Regions from separate parts of the Danio rerio genome. Here region 2 is linked to region 1. Evidence: chromatin contacts called from public Hi-C data. All regions are on one chromosome and are shown on one strand. The core of a region is the stretch at or near the end of the contact, and the rest is flanking DNA. Distances in the headings are between cores, read along the strand shown. Region 1 holds the start of zgc:153031. Region 2 overlaps polr3b (polymerase (RNA) III (DNA directed) polypeptide B).

Region 1 (4,485 bases), core at 1,557-4,056:
CAAGGCAGCATTTATTAAATGTAAAAAAAATTCATTGTTAAATGTTTATAAAAAAAAATGTAAATATATCTGCTTTCTTATTGTGTGTAGTTTGAAATGAAATTATTACTCCAGTCATTATTGCTTTTATCACTATTAAAGTGATTTGTGAAGGATCATGTGACTGGGAAGACTGGAATAATGAAACTGAAAATTCATCTTTAAAATCACTGGAATAAATGAAATATTAAATGATAAACTACTTTTAAACAGTTTAGAGCAATAACATTTCACAATTTTACCATTTGTACTGTAGTTATGATTAAATAAATGCAGCCTTTCCCAGTGATGGGTTGCAGCTGGAAGGGCATCCGCTGCGTAAAACAAATGCTGGATAAGTTGGCAGTTCATTCCGCTGTGGCAACCCCAGGTTAATAAGGGGACTAAGCCAAAAAGTAAATGAATGGAGTGAATGAATAAATAAATACAGCCTTGGTGAGCAGGATAAGCTTATTTTAAACTTTTATATAAACTTTATATATGTATTTTCCTTCAACTTCCCATCAGGAGTCGCCACAGCCTAATGAACCACCAACTTATCCTGCATATGTTTTACACAGCGGATGCCCATCCAGCTGCAACCCAGTACTGGGAAACATCCATAAACACTCATTCACACACGTACACTATAGCCAATTGTAGTTAATCCAATTCACCTATACAGCATGTCTTTGGGGGAAACCGCAGCACCTGGAGGAAACCCACATGAACACAAGGAGAACACGCAAACAGAAATGCCAACTGAACCAGTCAGAACTCAAACCAGCGACATTCTTGCTGTGAGGCGACAGTGCTAACCACTGAGCCACCATGTCGCCCATTCCTGTTTAAAATTTTAATTTCAGCATCATTACTGCATGCATGACCCTTCAGAAATCATATGATGATCTGATGCAGAAACACTTATAAATTTTATGCAATTTCAAAAATATGTGGCATTTTTCAAGCTTATTTGATGAACTAAAAGATCTAAAGAGCAGTGTTTTATATAAAGCCTTTGTAACATAATAATTTTCACATTAATTAATTTATCACATACTCACTGAATACAAGTACCAATGTCTTTTCAAACAAACAAACAAATAAATAAATGAATGAATGGATGCTTACATCATTTTTCTGCTCAATACCAAATTTATGCAATTTGCCAAAGGAAAAACCGTCTCAGGACAGGAGAACCAGCAGATTCGGCCCCAGACAATCAGATTCTTCTTCCCTGATGTGCACCGGAAAAAAACCCTCAATTATTTTATTACTAAAATTAAATATTAAGATATGCTCTTTAATATACATCAAAACAAATTTAAAACCACTTACCGGGTGCCGACACGGCTGTTATTGTATCCAGTAAGAACTGAAATTCTTTTCTGCATTTAAACACATTAGACACAGATTGTGTAGTTTATGTATTTAGCACCGTACAACTTTAATAACTGCATAGTGTGCAAAATGCAATTTGAGCTGCATGACAAAAATCTTTGATGTGTTAATGGCGTGCCTAAATCAGCTTAATGTATTGATCCTATTTTTAATTTGTATGGATGAGCAGCTTTATGACAACATCATATTCTCTTCCAGAAAGATAAAGCAAATTCCTGTTGCCTATAACCCATATGCTATCGGACTGCACGTGCTGTTATCTCTTATCTCAATGGGCTGGCAGAGGGGGGCTCGACGTTTCCACAATTCACAAACCTGCTGACGCTCAGTTTGAGTTTTAAAGGTCAATGGCACATTCCAGCAATAGGATACAAAACTGGGGCAAAATAAATACTATTAATAAAAATATTAATAACAAATGACAAAAAAAGTACAAAACAGACTCAAAATATGCTATTGTGATCCTATGTGGATAACAAGACTATACAAACTGTTATTTTAAAGTTTGATATAACTTAATATTAGTAAAAACCCTGTTTTGTGTGATTGTGTTTAAGTTTTTTATGCAAATCCTGCCAAACATTGATAATATCCATACATATACACAAATACAAAATACATAATTTAATTTACAGAATTGTACACAATTGTACAACAACTTGTTACTTGGATTTTAAGTCCAAAAGGTCAAGAACTGAAGCAAGTCCTTATGCAAGTTTGCCTTGGTTTTATTGTACTAAACGCTTTGATTGATTATCATTTGTATAACCACAGTTTTACTACAAACTTGATGTTACATATCCATGGTGGACAATGTAGCAAAACTATAAATAATTTGTTATTACCACAAAACATGTTTTTTTTCTATTTTAGGTTTCTTTGAAGTTATTTTCGGAAGAAAGACAGGTAAGGTGATGCTTTTAGTGATTTAATAATCGTAAAACGTGCTGCTTTGCATGCTAGCCTAGCGTCATACTATACTGTATACCTAGCATACCGTAACTAAACCTGAAATTTATTCTATCTAAAAAAAGAAATATAGATGTTCAAGGCCGATTTATTTCGACAAATTGTTTGTCAGACGCTTGTATATGTGTCGAATTAATAAGTCATTGTACCCCCCAACATAATTTTCACCATACATAAGCATTGGCTAATCTGAATGAACACGGTAACTATTTCTTACGGAAGACACCAGGGAATCTGTCCGTCCTTCCCGATGCCCATATCCCTGCAGGCAGCTGCGATGAGCCGGATTGGCTTGCGCATCTCCTCCCCCTCGATGTTCATCATTTAGGTCTTTTCACCAACAGAGCGTTATCTGGTTTATTTAATAAACTACCGTCGTCCTGTAGGATTTGGATAAAGTGTTCGCATCTCTCTCGTCCTCAAACACAGACAGATTATGGAGCTTTTAAAACATCTGCTTGGGTCAACATGTGACATCCAATGGGAGTGGCGGTCTCAAATTAATAATGAACCAGACAAAAAAGAAAACAAACAAAAAGCTAATATGTCAGTTTCACTAGCTTATTTTTTTGCAAATAAAATTAAGTTGTTCACGATTATTTGGTGTCACATGGATTATTAACCATATAAATATGCCATTTTGAAAATGCTTTCAGCCTAATCTATCTATATGGATTTATTAGCCAATAGTCTTTAGTGGTGAGTACAGAGTGATCAAAAAGCAGCAGTATATGCACATGTTCAATGCTATGTAATAGTAATAATAATAATTTATGATATTTAAATGCTAATACAATAAAATTAATGCACTTCTTTTTCACTTTCTGTGCATTATAGAATCTTGAAATGTTAAAATAAGAAATAATGTATACTCAACGGCCACTTTATTAGGTAGACCTGAGCAACTGCTCCCTAACGCAAATTTCTAATCAGCCAACATGGTAGCAACTTAATGCATTTGGGCATTTATACATGGTCATTACGATCTGCTGCAGTTCAAACAGTTACAACCGAGGTATGCAGAAAAGCATCTCTCAATGCACAATACATCGAAACTTGAGGCAGATGGGCTACAGCAGCAAAAGACCACATGGAGTGCCACTCCTGTCAGCTAAGAACAGGAAACTGAGGCTACAATTCATACAGGCTCACCAAAATAGGACAATAGAAGATTGAAAAAAACGTTGCCTGGTCTGATGAGTCTCAATTTCTGCTGCAACATTCGGATGGTAGGAATTTGGCGTCAATAACATGAAAGCATGGTTCTATCCTGCCTTGTATCAACGGTTCAGGCTGGTAGTGGTGGTGTAATGGTGTGAGGGATATTTTCTTGGCACACTTTGGGCCCATTACTACCAATTGAGCATCATATTAATGCCACAGCCAACCTGAGTATTGTTGCTGGCCATGTCTATCCCTTTATGACCACAGTGTGCCCATCTTCTGATGGCTACTTCCAGCAGGATAACGCATCATGTCATAAAGCGCAAATCATCTCAGACTGGTTTCTTGAACATGACAATGAGTTCACTGTACTCAAATGGCCTCCACAGTGACCAGATCTCAATCCAATATGCTATCATGTCAATATGGACCAAAATATTTGAAGAATATTTCCAGTACCTTGTTAAATCTATGCCACGAAGGCAGTTCTGATAGCAAAAGGGGGTCCAACCCGGTACTTATATGGTGTACCTTATAAAGTGGCCGGTGAGTGTATATACAGTAGGTTGTTCTCACAGAATAAACAGTAAAATCAGCATTATTAATGGCATGTTGAATGTATATTATATTATCTAAAATTTATTCCCTTAAAGATGAATTTTCCAGTGCCATCATTCAAGCCTTCAGTGTTTTATTGTCTTTCATAAATCATTTTAGAATTAGCTTAAAATATCTAATGAGTAAGAGAAATGTACATCTCACGTCACAATCATATAACACTGAAGGGCTTTATTCTGTGAAAACAACCGCCAAAATGTACATTATTCCACTTATTACATGGCTACTTGTCACAAAATAAAGGCAGATTTGATTTATCCAGTACTTATATGTGACCTGCATGGAAAACCAGTCATGTGTATACTTTTTATTTAT
Region 2 (4,121 bases), core at 821-3,320, 280 kb before region 1:
AGTAATTATTTTTCTAACTATGGGGGTAAATTGGTTGAGAGATCTATTGATTACTTGACATTCTTTCATATATCTTCCAAAGATCTTTCTTTGAGTTGCAGAACAAAGACATTTATATAGGTGGGAACATCCTGAAGGTAAATAAATGATCTTTTTTTGGTGAACTGTTCCTTTGAGAGATGTAATAACAAAAACATCTTTACATTGTTGCATATTTCTTTATTGTATGTACATTTTCAGAGTTAGCTAAAGTTTGAAATGCAAATAGGATTATAAAGTACAGTAGTTAACACTTTACGGTAAGCTCTTGTAAGTAAATAATGTCATCATTTTGGTTAGGGTTTTCATTTATGTGAAATCAATTTAATCTTTGATTTTGTTTTGTACTCATCTCTCTTATTTTGTCTGGTTTGTAGTTCTACTCATGAGAAAAAGAGCAGAACCAACATGATTGTGAAACAGGGCCGCTTTTACCTGAAGCACAACACTCTCTCTGAAGACGCACCCATCGCTATCATCTTTAAGGTGGGCATTTGTCTGAAGATGTTGGTTTAAAGCAGGATTGTTTTGTGTCTTTGTCGGCTAAATTGAATTAGCAAGATATAATATGCATTTGTCTTTATACAGTCCAGTATTTAGCTCTCAGGAGACATGCTGCTAACAACCAATAGATGGCGCTGTTTGACAAAAAACGGTTCTGAACACCAAGTACAGCAATTTAAATGTATTTTTAGGAGGTTATAATAATACAAAGTATATCTGTTGTAAGTAAAATCAGATTTTTAAACCGTACATATGTACGTATGTAATGTACGTATGTTACAGTAGCAAAGAACAATGAAAAACAGTATCACAGTTTCCACAAAAATATTGTGTTTTTGTTTCTAGCCTTGATAACATGTTTACATGAAGCAGTAATTTAAAATATTAGAATGATTTTCAGCTTTGCAGTCACATGAATACATTTATTATTTATAATACATTTACATATTTAATTCATAATTAATTGTTACTGTGTTTACTGAATTTTTATTGAATTTAGTCTTTGAAAGCATTAAAAACCTTTTAAAAACATCATACTCACCCTATTTTATTCACTCAAAAATTTTAATTTGCTCATCTTTTACTTGCCATCAAGAGTTTTCAAACCTTTGAGTTTTTTTTCTGTTTTTTGAAACTGAGTGTTATTGAAATACATAGTAGATAATAAAATAAAAACATAGAGATCAATGGCTGCAGGTTTTCAACATTCTTCAAAATATCAGTTTTTGTGTTTAACAAAAGAAAATCAAATGAAATGCTAAATGATTTTTTGGGGAACCCTTCTTTTTAATGTTACTATAACTTTCTATTATGATATTGTGCTATATGCACAAAGACTTTTAATTTTTGGCCATGCAGCCCAAGGGCTTCCCATGAGCTGTCTTTTTATTACAAAATTGTCACGTTTAAGATCTGATTTCTTTAATTATCAGCGATCTTCACTGCCTGTTAGATATACTGTACAATATAAAGTGGGTCTCAGATTGGACAAGAAGCACTGCATTAAATTCCATTTCCTCCCGCCATGTCTTTAAGATATGACAGTTTATTTTAACTTGAATTACATAACAACATCAGTGCTGTAATAACAACCTTGTGAAATTGAAGTCACATTAAGATTTCACCTGAAGTTTATCGTTAGCTTTAAAGCTCTAGCTGTGCATAAAGCCCATTAATCATTTCTCATGCATTCATTACATACATTTGCCATCCAAAAAAAAAATCTTTCCTCAAATATTATGTAGTATTTATATTGTTTGCATCCTTTCAGTGCATTTTAGCTGGCAGTTCTCCATCTTAAATGTCATGTGTCAGTTGAAACGGATATATAATTAGAGCTCAGATCAGTGGACTGGTGATGGATGTTAGTCGTAATTCCCTTAGCCCAGACTCTCTAAACATATGGGTCTGGTCGGTTGGGGATGGGGTGTGGAGTAAATCGGCAGTCAAGCTTGTTTGCTTTGCACTTGTCTGTCCACAGCACATTCCAGCAGGATTTCCTTGCAACACAGCAGCCGAGCCAAACGGTGGAGACCTTTAAGCACTCTGATCCACCCAGTCCTGTTCCCACAGTCCCACATTAGCATAAATAAATGTCATCGAGACCTGTGCCATCACATTCACCTTTGCCTTAAAGCAGAGTCCTACACTTGTTTATTTATGTTAGTGTGTGTCTGTATAGATTATGAAGCTTGGGATCTTTGACATGCATGTGTTTTTTATGGTTACATTTGTTTGCTGTGTCTGTGTTACCGTGTAATTATACATTAAGTACTGAATGATGTTGCTATGTGGTTAGATGGGTAGTTCACACAGAAATGAAAACTGTCATTATTTACCCACTTGTCACTTGTTACAAACCTGTGCGAGTTGAATATAAAAGAAGATAATTCGATGAAAGCTGTAAACCTGTAACCATTGGCATCAAAGTATGTTATTGACATCTAAATGGTTACTTGTCTATCTATTTCTATATCTTATAAAAAGGAAAAAAACGTCAACAAGTGGATATTTAAAAAAATTATTATGGTTTCATATTGATTGCTTTTTAATAGGCTTCTTCACACAGTGAATGTTTTCGGACTCTAAAGACACTTTTTTGACAGGTTTGGGACATGTTTGGTTAAAAGAATAGTTATTATATCATTGTAAAGAATAAATGTTGCACAACCCTTCTGGCTGCTACACTTAACACAGCCCAAACTCTCACTATTGGTCAGAGAGGAATGTGATTGATGGATTTGGGCCGGTAAAGGTTTCTGGCGGTATGATAACCCTTGATAAAAAAAATATCACGGTATTGTGATTACTACTATAAAATAATTTAAAAAAAAAATCTTTGTATAGCAACAACTTTTTCCCCAATTGAACACAATATATTTTATTTTAGGAAACATTTATAATGTTTTGGAACAGTAAACATGTCAAGCTACTTGATTAAAATAAATAAATAACATCTGCTATGTTTATTAGTTTCAAAAACACAGATTTCTTTCCAAGACATAAAAAACACTGAAAAAAAAACCCTTACATATACCATAGGAATTCTATGACAAACCTTTTCCAAATCACAGTAAACCTTGAAACTGGTTATCGTCCCATGCCTAATCTGGTTTGATCACTTTCAGTTTTAGTGATTGGGTCTGTTTAGGCATTAAAAATATTGAATAATTGAGCTTTAAGTACCATCTCTACTCATTTCTTTGTCTTTCGTCAGGCTATGGGAGTGGAGAGTGATCAGGAGATCGTTCAAATGATTGGCACAGAAGAACATGTAATGGCTGCTTTTGCTCCCAGTTTGGAGGAGTGTCAGAAGGCTCAAATATTCACCCAAACTCAGGTACCCCAGACAGAAACTGCTTTGCATTGCTTGTAAATGCATAATACATAAAACAATTGTTCCAGCTTGAATGACACTAGAAGTATTTTCAAAGTCATTTGCCTAGATCATCACCATATAGCAGAAATAATCTGGTTGTCCAACTTTTTAGGTTTTTTTCCCCATTTTTGAGGTGTATTATCAAATGCTGGATCTGAGATTTATTATTCATCACAAAGACACATCAATGGGTCAGCAAGGACCACATCTGCATCCTAGCAACCAGTGTCTGAGCGGATGTGAATGCCTGTGTGCGTGGATGTGACATTGTGCGGGCCTCATCAAAGGTCCACTAATGAGCCCACACGTGTGCACCAATTGACCAGAGCAGCCCTCAATTAGATAAGATGTGTTATTAGCACTGAGAATCGGTCAAGGGTTTTCAGCTAGATTGAACATCAAGGGATTACAGACACGAGGAAGAGCTTCGTATATTAGTATAAATTGGGTTATTTATTTATATATATATATATATATATATATATATATATATATATATATATATATATATATAGGCCATATATAATATTCCAGGAGGAATGTTACAGTGATCAGAAGTGATATTGAACACATTTAAAATATTGTATTCATTTTAAAAGTAGCAAAAATCTGCCTAGGGGAAAATAAGCAGAATCCTGACAAAAATGTATTTTTTGTTTTTAGCATTACTACTAATAAAAGTAGCATCAAATTTGCATGT

What was found. A called contact is a pair of places that touch in the nucleus more often than the background predicts.
Region 2: a Hi-C map of embryo shows a contact between it and region 1, with 2.3 times the contacts expected there. The contact joins the enhancer-like site here to the promoter of zgc:153031 in region 1. A contact is called at or near these places in 1 of 18 Hi-C or Micro-C datasets (embryo) and 1 of 4 datasets of contacts at active chromatin or transcription factors (caudal fin).

What each region holds. Positions count from the first base shown.
Region 1 is chr18:16,485,095-16,489,579 of GRCz12tu, reverse strand. It overlaps zgc:153031, which reads right to left and starts at 2,806. Exons shown (of 6, transcript NM_001044830.3): 1 at 2,606-2,806; 2 at 1,357-1,406; 3 at 1,150-1,255. The coding sequence starts at 2,712.
Region 2 is chr18:16,764,355-16,768,475 of GRCz12tu, reverse strand. polr3b (polymerase (RNA) III (DNA directed) polypeptide B) reads left to right here. Exons shown (of 28, transcript XM_021467775.2): 9 at 417-525; 10 at 3,260-3,382. Among named protein-coding and RNA genes, the nearest start is that of polr3b, 8.3 kb to the left of the region's middle. Within about 2 kb of position 2,070, at least 8 of the 62 cell types and tissues checked have an H3K27ac peak or open chromatin away from gene starts, as enhancers often do.